Regions from separate parts of the Mus musculus genome. Here region 1 is linked to region 2. The links are chromatin contacts, called in public Hi-C maps. All regions are on one chromosome and are shown on one strand. The core of a region is the stretch at or near the end of the contact, and the rest is flanking DNA. Distances in the headings are between cores, read along the strand shown. Region 1 has its middle 23 kb from the start of Abl2. Region 2 overlaps Soat1 (sterol O-acyltransferase 1).

The links. Hi-C and Micro-C count contacts between places; a contact is called where the count stands out from the background.
Region 1: a contact with region 2 is called in a Hi-C map of liver, with 1.6 times the contacts expected there. The contact joins two enhancer-like sites. A contact is called at or near these places in 9 of 484 Hi-C or Micro-C datasets (CD4 T cells, the G1E-ER4 cell line, Th1 cells and 4 more), 5 of 115 datasets of contacts at active chromatin or transcription factors (the HPC-7 cell line, bone marrow-derived macrophages, differentiating embryonic stem cells and 2 more) and 3 of 9 other capture datasets (adipose tissue, liver and pancreatic islet).

What each region holds. Positions count from the first base shown.
Region 1 is chr1:156,533,586-156,538,668 of GRCm38.p6, reverse strand. It overlaps the pseudogene Gm17975. Among named protein-coding and RNA genes, the nearest start is that of Abl2, 23 kb to the left of the region's middle. Within about 2 kb of position 1,453, at least 17 of the 459 cell types and tissues checked have an H3K27ac peak or open chromatin away from gene starts, as enhancers often do. A contact at or near this core is called in microglia, where this site is marked.
Region 2 is chr1:156,456,250-156,461,685 of GRCm38.p6, reverse strand. It overlaps Soat1 (sterol O-acyltransferase 1), which reads left to right. Exons shown (of 16, transcript NM_009230.3): 3 at 3,682-3,740. Among named protein-coding and RNA genes, the nearest start is that of Soat1, 15 kb to the left of the region's middle. Within about 2 kb of position 1,840, at least 137 of the 459 cell types and tissues checked have an H3K27ac peak or open chromatin away from gene starts, as enhancers often do. A contact at or near this core is called in microglia, where this site is marked.

The sequences.
Region 1 (5,083 bases), core at 204-2,703, 77 kb before region 2:
GCTGCTCTTCCAGAGGTCTTGAGTTCAAATCCCAGTAACCGCATGGTGGCTCATAACCATCTGTATAATATGTGATCTGATGCCCTCTTCTGGCATGTAGGTGTATATGCAGATAGAGCACTCAGACATTAAATAAGTAAATACATCTTAAATGACCCTCTAGGTATTTAACATATACAAACAAGGCTGAAAACTGGGGAGTCAGTGCTTTTAAGAACAGTTTACATTTAGTTTCTATTTGGAGAGGTATGCGTGCACGGGCATGTACCACAATGTCTGAGCAAAGATGAGAAGATAGCTTGCAGAAGCCATTTCTCTCTCTCTCCATCATGTTTCAGGGATCAAACTCACGTTGCCAGGACTGGTAGCAAGCACCTCTACCCACTGAGCTATCTTGCCAAGCCCTCATTTTGTTTTTGGGTTTGCTTGTTTGTTTTCTATTTTTGAGACAAAGTCTTGCTTTGTGGCTCGGGTTGTTCTCAGATTCACTGTCCCCCTTTCTCTGTGTCTTAGATGGGGTGCCTATCGCCGTGATACAATACTGTGACCAAAAGCTGCTTGGGGAGAAAAAGGTTTATCTCCTCTCACAACTACCAGAGCACACAGGGAACTCAGGGAGGGGACTCAAAGCAGGAACATGGAAGTAGGAACTGACATAGCAGAAGCTAGGGGGGCAGGGGGACATTGCTTACTTCTTGCTCCAGGTTTGTTCAGCCTGCATTCTCATACAAGGCAGAACCATCTGTCCAGGGTTGGCACTGGTGGCCCGAGGTGCCCTCAGTCCACCCACAACAATCATTAATCCATGAATGGCTCCCAGGGCTTGCCTTAGGTCCATTTTATGGAGCGTTTTTCTCATTCACGATTCCGTCTTCTCAGATATAGCTAGGTTTGTGTCGAGCTGACAAAAAGGAACCAGCATAGTCTGCTTCCCAAGTTCTGTGACCACAGGCACTGTGCTGTCACGCACAGCCTTATGGGCCCTCTTAAAAGAATCTTTGCATTGCTGGGTGTGTGGTGCACACCTTTGAGCCCAGTGAATGGCAGGCAGAAGCAGGGGGATCTCTATGAGTTCAAGGCTTATCTAAAAAAATAAATATCTTTTATTATTTGACATCATTTTTCCTTTATTGTACTTAGATAAGTAGAGAGTAGAGACTTGGATTGTACTTAGATAAGAGAGAGTAGCATGGGATAGGACTAGATAGAAAGCCACAAGAAAGGGGAGAGGAATAGGGGTAATGGAGGGATGAAAATGACCAGAGTACTGTGTATACATGTATGCCACAGGGATAAATACTTTTTAAAAAAGGAATTTATATGGGCTGTGTGGAAGTTTGAATGAAGGTGGCCTAGAGGTTCATAGGACTGGCACTATTAAGAGGTGTGGCCATGTTGGAGTAGCTGTGGGGTGGCTGGAGGAAGTAGGTAGGCTTTGAGGTTTCAGAAGCTCAAGCAAAGCCGAGTGTCTCAGTCTTCTTTCTTACTGCCTGCAGAGCCAGATGTAGAACTCTCAGCTCCTCCTCCAGCTCCATGTCTGTTTGTATGTGGCCATGCTTCCTGCCTTGACAATAATGGACTAATCTATAAGCCAGCCCCAGTTAAGCGGTTTTCTTTGTAAGGGTTGCCATGGTCATGGTGTCTCTTCACATCAATAAAACCCTAACTAAGACAGGGTGTTCACTAGTGGTGCAAGGGGTGAAAAGACATCCAGACAGGATGGAGGTTGCTAAAGAGAAGCTCTGATGAATGGGATTTGAGGAATAGGTTTGGGCGATAGCATTTCCCCTCACATCTGTACCCTTTAAAATAATAATAGTTACTTACTGGGTGCTGGTCACTGTGCTTCAGATACTAAGCATTTATACACGTCTTTTTAAAACCTAATAATAAACCCATGTGCTATTATTATCCCAGTTCTCAGACAGGAAACTCAAGGCAGCCAAAATACTCAGTCAATAAATAGCAGCACCATGGGATTTTTGTTTGTTTGGTTTGGTTTGGAGATTTTTTTGTTTTGTTTTATTTTGGTTTGGTTTTGGTTTTTCAAGACAGGATTTCTCTGTGTAGCCCTGGCTGTCCTAGAACTCACTCTGTAGACCAGTCTGGCCTCGAACTCAGAAAGCGTCTGCCTCTGCCTCCTGAGTACTGGGATTAAAGGCCTGCGCTGCCACTGGTCAAGGAAATCTGTTTTTATGAGAACTGCTATAGTGCAAGTGTTTGTCACACTCTTCTGTGTGATCTTGCAAGCGCCAGCAAGCTCTTAATGTAGCTTTTGGGTTTTTTGTTTTGTTTTTATTTTTACTTATTTTTGTGGTACCTGGAATAAAACTGAGGGCCTTTACAAGCAAGGCAAGGGTTCTACCGCTAAGTCCTACCCCAGCTCTGATGTTGCTGTTTTATTTTATTTATTTTTGTGAGTATTTGTGTAGACGTGCTATGTACGGCACTTGTGGAGGTCAGAGAACAATTTCCAGAAATTAGTTCTCTTCTTCCAGTCCTGGGTCCTGCAGATTGAATTCTGGCCATGAGCATGGCTGCAGGCACCTTCAACCGCTGAGTTGACTTGCCTGCTCTGTGTAGAGGTTTAAATAGTCATGCTTTCTCCTCACTCTTCTCTTCTGCACCCCCCCACTTCTTCCTTGTTACTATTCTTTTCTTTTTAGATTTAAAAAATTACTTTTAAAATACTCGACAATTTCGTATATTAATACACGTATAAGCCGGGCAGTGGTGGCATACGCCTTTAATTCCAGCACTTGAGAGGCAGAGGCAGGCAGATTTCTGAGTTTGAGGCCAGCCTGGTCTACAGAGTGAGTTCCAGGACAGCCAGGGCTATACAGAGAAACCCTGTCTCAACCCGCCCCCCCCCCAAAAAAACCCCAAAACACGTATATATGGTCCTGGATGGTATACATACTATAGATGTCGATCATATTGTATTGGGTGTTTTGTTTGGAGGCTGGATGTGAGAGTTGTCAGTGAACATTACTGGTAGGGCATGATTTCTGAGCACGGAGGAAGCCCTCACAAGTTCAAGGCCTACTACTTGTCCAGAGGACCACACGCAGAGACATAGTTAATCCCACAGCCGTCAGAAATGAGCGCTTCTCATGTTTTCAAAACAAGAAGCCCTGCTTGTTTGAGATGTGGGTCTTCTGACAGCCAGGGACCTTGAACTTGGCCCTACACAGCCCTCGATCTCACGTTCCTAGTTCTGCAGCTTGGTGTTCATGAACTTGATGCTTGGACAATAGGAACCTGGCCACTGTGCTCTGGAGCTTCTCACAGATGCCCAGTTTCTGCCGGGAGTCTCTCATCCTCTGCACAGGACAGCATTGTGATGTCGATGATGGGAAAGGGTGGAGCCTCATCCGAATAAGACAGCCATCTTGCCACAACTGTACCTGCTGCTTGTCACACACATGGCCTCCAGGGTTTTAGAGGAGAGGCACTCATCTTCATCTGATACCTCGTGGTCACAGAGTGGGAATTTATCCATTTTTGGCTTCTTCCACCCCAGGTCAAAGATGCAGGAGCAAGACTTGGAGTATGACTTGGGTTTTTTTCTTTTGTTTGTTTTTTTTGTTTTTGTTTTGTTTTTTATTTTATTTATTTTTAAAGATTTATTTAATTTATTTATGAGTACACTGTTGCTGTCTTTAGAAACACCAGAAAAGGGCATCGGATACAATTACAGGTGGTTGTGAGCCACCATGTGGTTGCTGGGAATTGAACTCAGGACCTCTGGAAGAGCAATCAGTGCTCTTAACCACTGAGCTATCTCTCCAGCCCTTTCTCTCTCTCTCTTTCTCTCTCTCTCCCTCCCTCTTCCCTCCCTCCCTCTCTCCTTCCCCCCTCCCTCTCTCTCTCTCTCTCTCCTTCCTTCCTTCCTTCCTTCCTTCCTTCCTTCCTTCTTTCTTTCTTTCTTTCTTTCTTTCTTTCTTTCTTTCTTTCTTTCTTTCTTTCTTTCGAGACAGGGTTTTTCTTTGTAGCTCTGGCTGTCCTGGATCTCACTCTGTAGCCCAGGCTGGTCTCACACTCACAGAGATCCCCATGTCTCTGCCTCTAAAGATTAAAGGCGTGTGCTTCCACTGCCCAGCTTCTACTTATAATTATTATGTGTAAACAGAGGTGTGACATTTTTAAAATAAATGTCATTGCAAGGGGCTTGAGAGATGGCCGAGTGGTTTAGAGTATCTGATGCTCTTGCAGAGGATCCGGGTTTGTCTCCAGCACTGACCTGGTGGTTCATAACCATTTGTAATTCTAGTTCCAGGGGATTCAGCACTCTCTTCTGACCTACGTGTGGTACCAGGCACACACTTTGGGCACATGCATACATGCAGACAAAACACTCACATTTATAAGATCAATAAGTGTAAATAGAATCATAGGGTATAAGTAGAATTCTGACACAGCAGTTCTCTTGCTGAGCCTTGCCTCTCCTCCAGGCTCACACTATAATTATGCAGATCTAGGTTTCTACTGTTCTGCTTGGTTTTTTGTCAACTTGATGCAAGCTAGAGTTCTCTGGAAAGAGGAACCTCAGCTAAGAATATACCTATATCAGATTGCCCGTAGGTGCATCTTCAGGGGCATTTTCTTAATGATGGGTGTGGGAGGGCCCAGCCTACTGTGGGCAGTGCCGATTGGCTAGGTGATCCTGGATGGTATTAGAAAGTTCGATGAGGGGCTGGTGAGATGGCTCAGGGGGTAAGAGCACCCGACTGCTCTTCCAAAGGTCCAAAGTTCAAATCCCAGCAACCACATGGTGGCTCACAACCACCTGTAACAGAGATCTGATGCCCTCTTCTGGTGTGTCTGAAGACAGCTACAGTGTACTTACATATAATAAATAAATAAATCTAAAAAAAAAAAAGAAAGTTCGATGAGCAAGCCATGGAAGTAAGTCCACAAAGCAGCACTTTTTCGTGGTTTTGGCTTCAGTTCCTGTTTCCATGTTCTTCCCTTGAGTTCATGTCCTGACTTCCCTCCATGACGGAGTGTGACCTGTGAGTTGTAAAGTGAAATAAACTCTTTCATCCCCAAATTAGTTTTGGTTATGGTGTTCATCATAGCA
Region 2 (5,436 bases), core at 591-3,090:
TATTTTGCTGGCATGTGTATATATGTGTACACATGTGTACTTGGTACCCATAGAGGTCAGAAGAGGGCACTGGATCTACAGATGGTTTTGAGTTATAATGTACGTGCTAGGAATTGAACCTGGGTCTTCTACAGTGCTCCTAGCCATTTAACCTTCTTTCCAGCAGTACTCAGAATTGTAAAGTTAGTCTGGCCTTCAGTAAGCCACACAGCCTTGCTGGTCACTGCCTAAGCATTAGTTAAGTCTGTACTTGCTGCAAGCAGACAAATGTTCTTTATAAGAACTGAAGCCTATAAAATCACTTGTCACCTTGCAGCACTCCATGGCCACCAGGAAGAGTGCTTTTGCTTCAAGCTTAGGTTTTTGAGTGCTCCTAATGCTGTGTGACTGGGAACGTCGGAAAATGTGGCTTTCGTTAGGCTCAATTATGCACTGGCCACGTGGCAATGGACATGACGTTTCTTTGAGTTAGCTTATTTATTTTGAAAACAGAACAGGTACAAACTCCTGCTCCCCGCCCCCCCCCCCCACTGGGTTTTGCTTAACTTATTGATGTGTGACACATTCTTTACAAGTTATCAGTGAAGTAACTGATTATGTGTATGGATCAGATCTTGACAGTGTTGGCAGTGGTTAGACCAGGCCTATCTGTCACCTCGTAGTTATACTTTTTAGAGATTGGTAGTGAGTTTCCAGGTAAAGGGTTAGCAGTTCAGAGCCCACAGAGCAGGGTAGGGAGAAGGGTAAATCATCTTCGCAGGATTTGCTAGAGGAAAACTGCAGGATAGTTGGGTCACAAGGGCTAAATGGACTGCTGGGAAGAGCTGTTGTTTAAAGAATTGCATCTTAAAGTCAGGATTTTTTTGTATTTTGCTATTATGTCTAAACCAACTATACTGTCATATCTTCCATTTCAGTTTTTAAAATTAATTTTTAAGTTAATACACAAAGATGGGTTTCTATTTCCTTTGCTTTTATTATTATTATTATTATTATTATTATTATTATTTATTGTATGTGTATGATGTACATGTGTGAGTGTGGGTGCACATGTACCATAGCATGTGTGGAGGTCAGAGGTCAGTCACAGCATGTGTGGAGGTCAGAGGTCAGCTTCGGGAGTTGGAACTTTGGTCTACTCTGGGTTCCAGGTACTGAAGACAGATAGATGGTTGAGCTATCTCACAGCACTTGTTGCTTTGAGACAGCATTTACTCTATAGCCCAGGTTGGCCTTGAACTCTAGGTGACCTTCCGTTATGTTCCTACTGCCCCCCAGTATCACTGTGCTGTGGCACATGTGTGGCATCAGAGGACAAGTGTTGGGAGTCGGTGTTCTCCTCCTATCATGTGGGTCCTGGGAACTTGAACTCAGGCCTTCGGTCTTGGCAGGAAGCACCTTTACCAGCTGAGCCATCTTACCATTCTCAGCCCAGGTGCTTTTTGTTCTGTTTCTTTAATGTGTTTGTTTGTTTGGTTTGGTTTTACAAGGCAGGATCTCTCTGTGTAGCCCTGGAACTCACTCTGTAGACCAGGCTGGCCTTTAACTCAGAAATCCACCTGCCTCTGCCTTCTGAGGTGCAGGGATCAAAGGGATGCACCACCACCGCCCCTCCTCACCCCACCCCCAGTTCACTTTTAACCATAGGTTTCTTCTTAAGATGGCACTCACCCTAGCTCTCTGAGTTGGAGCAGCCCTTCTCAGCTGCTATCACCAGTCCTGACAGAGAAGTCACACTCTCAGCAAAACTAGAAGTAGTTAGAAGCTTGTGGGAGCTGGCTCCGGCCTGTGGGCAGGCTGTCTGTTTCTTCTCACCAGACTTCCTGGTTTATTTCCTGGATGAGATAGGTGTGGTGAACCCCGAGCCACATGTCCTGTTTCTACTCATTTGACTGTCATGCTTGAAGGGTTTCAGAAACACTTCCTTTTTGGAATAGAGTCTGTGTTTTAATTTTGACACTTTTGTACTGTGTCATAGAGGCAGATTGCAGTTTGCCAACTTACCTAAAAGTCTTATTTTGTAGCTTTTAAAAAACCCTTATTAAGCAGGGTGTGGTGTTACCACCTATAATCCTAATTCGTGAGCTGTATGCAGGCAGATCAGGAGTTCAAGGCCAGCCTGGGCTATGTGAGATACTGTTTGAAAATAAAACAGAGCTTTACTTTAACTTGGTGAGTGTTGGTAATCCAAACAGAGGCAGGAGGATTACTGTGAGTTTGAGGCCATCCTGGGCTATATAGTTAGTGAGTACAACTTTGGACAACACTGATTTACCATGCAGTTGGTAACCTAGAAAATAAGTATATAATCTGACTTTTGGAGAAAAGCATATTAAATACAATATTGGAAAGCAACGCAAGGTTGACGTTCGACCAAGATACAAGTCCCAGGAACCTAACAAGTCTTCATACAATTTTTTTTCTGGAAAAATCATTTTAGCATATGCTTACCATCATTTTTTCATTATTATTTAAGACTATTTATCTATACATATATATGTAATTAAACATAAAATATGCCAAATACATATACATAAAATGTATGTATGTATGTACATAAATGAATTGTCTACATGGCATTACTAATGTCTAATATTTCTGACCTGAGCCCCTTTGTTTCGCCCCTGCTGTTTCTCTTTGGTTTGTAACCAGGACAGGCTTCTCTGTGCTCAGAGCTCTGTCTGTTAGAATTGTTGAAGGCCTTGGCTGATTCTGTGACCTTCCTGGGAGGAATTGTATTTATCTATTGGCAGTCTAGGAACGCAGCTCGAGTTTGCTGTTAAACAAACACACTCTGAGGTTTTTGAGATAACAAAACTTTAGGTTGCAAAATCCACTGGAGTGTTGCAAGGTTTCAGGGGACTCTGTTCCGGTCTTTTGAAGGAGAGACACTTTCCTTTCTTTTACCTTCTGTTTCTGTCTAGGACCCTGAGGACGTGGCCATGTGGATCCTTAGCACTAAGGTGGTATTCTATTCGACTTCCAAGTCTGAAGTCCAAACAGGCCCTAGGTTTTGCCATTCTGTAAAGAGCCTGGCCTTGGGTCCTGTGTAGTGAAAGGTCCACATGTTGTGTGGCCGCCAGTGGGCAAAAGCTCTAGCTTTTGGCAAGAATCCATGTGTTTATCACGTGTCACTTAGGGTTCTAGCTTTTTAAATCTTTCATTCTGTGGTCTTGGGCCAGCTTTGCAATGAATTTATAAAAAGATTTTAAAAAAAAGCTTAATTATGTATTTATGCACATGTGAGTGCGGGTGCCCTGGGAGGCTACAAGGGGTGCCCTGGAGAAAGGACCAGGCAGTTGTGCATGGCCTGACTTGAGGGTTGGGAATGAACTCAGGGCCTTTGCAAGAGCAGCAAGCACTCAGCCACAGAGCCCTCCAGTCCCAGCAATGAGCTTTAAAAGCAAGTGTTTTCATTCTTAATATTTTGTTTGGTATCTTCACAGTCTCATGTGAAGATCTGTTCAGGGGCCTCGTTTCTCACCTTGCCAGAAGTGGACCCATAACTGTACATGGACCCACCCTAGACTGCCGTGCTTCTCTCTGAAGGGTGCGCTGTGTTTGCACCATGATGTGTGTACTAGTCTTTATGTTTGCTTGCTTCCAGCTTAATGGTTCACTGCTGCAGGATATCAACTTAAGGTTCAGTTTTAAATATCCAATTATCCTTATTTCCCGTAGGTCACATTACCATGAAACAATTGATAGCCAAGAAGAGGCTGTTGGCAGCAGAGGCGGAGGCAAGTATCTTTTTGTTTTGTTTTTGTTTTTTCAGTAAAGTAACATTGTGAATGTTCCTCATTTATTTAGTTAGGTTTTATTTTCTTTTTTTTAGACAAGTTCTCATGTAGCCCAGGACTGACCTGGAGTTCCTGGTCCCCACCCTCTGCGTTTTGCTTTATTTTATTGCTGTTGTTGTGTGTATGTGTTGAGCATGTATGTGGAGGTCAGACAGTGACTTCCCAGAGTCAGTTTTCTCCTTTCTGATGTGAGTCCTGGGGATTGAACTGGGGATGCCAGGCTTGCCAGCACCCACCTTTACCAGCTGAGCCATCTCACTGGCCCAGCCCCATTTTTATTTTTATTTATTTTTAATTTTTTGAGACTCCCAGTTTAATCTGTAGCTCCTCCTACCTCTGTCTCTCCAGTGCTGGGATTACAAGTGCCTGCCACCTCAACTTACCCATTATAAATAGAGAGTTATTTGCCTTTCTTATAAGTTGAGATGTTGCTGTGAACAGGAAAAGAACATATCCCTTTGTCATCCCACATAAGAACGCATATTGCCCTTCTCTCTGGTTCTGTCCATCAGTGCCATCATCTGGCTTTTGCAAGCAAATCTGGGCAGTGGTGAACCCTGAGAGCAGCTGGCGCAACTGCGCATGTGCACGCGTGTAAGTGCATTGTGAAAACCCCTGCTGTGGTTCTTAATACATCTGTTCATATTCGATGTTTTGAATCTAGAAGCTAATTACCTGTCAGGGAAGGAGAAATAATTTAAAAAAAACTATTATGAAGCCATTTTAAATGTGGACAGACTGTCCTATAGACTCAGCAGGGCCGTTAAGTTTTCCAAAAATGTATGATTTTATTTTGAGTGTGCTAAATTTTTCCCTTTTCCAATGAGATCGCTAGCGAAGTTCACTGACGGAATTGAAGTTATACTCAGCGTCCAATGATAGACTTTAGTCTTCTAGTTACCTTTAAAGGCCAGAGTATGTCATTCCCCTTTATTTTAATTTGTTTGAAACCTTGCACTTTCCTTTCTGGAGCCTTGAATGATGCTATCACTAGAAATATTAGTACAAGATCCTGTTTGTTTAACATTAATGGATTATTCTCCACACATCACACTCTTAACTGGGTAATTTAGTTCCTCTCGTTGTGGTGACCTTCAACCATAACATAGTCTCTTTGCTACTTCATAACTATAGTTTTGCTACTGTTATGAATCATAGTGTCAATACCTGATGTCTGACTCCTGTGGTGTGCAACCCTCAGGCGGAGAACCCACTCGTCTAAGTGTATTTGTGATGTCTGCTGAACTGTTTTATAAAGTGGTACTCAAAAAAGCTGCTACATGACATTTTACTTATTTTATGTGTGTGTGTGCACCTGTGTGCTCACATGAGTGTGCGGGCATGGCACATGAGTGTGGAAGTCGGAGAACAGCTCCTTCCATCAGGTGGATCCCAGGGCCTGCATGCATGTTGCTCGGTGTGATAGCAGCTGCCTTTATCTGCTGAGGCATCTTGTGGTCCAGACAATGTTTTTTTCTAACTAGTACATCATTATTCCAATATAAGGGCCTGTTTAAAAGACTTATTACCTAGGTAGGTAGCACATATATGCCGTAATATATGAAATCCTAGCAGTTGAGAGGTTGACACAGGAGGATTTCTCAGACTTTAAGGCCATCCTGGGCTACATAGAAGA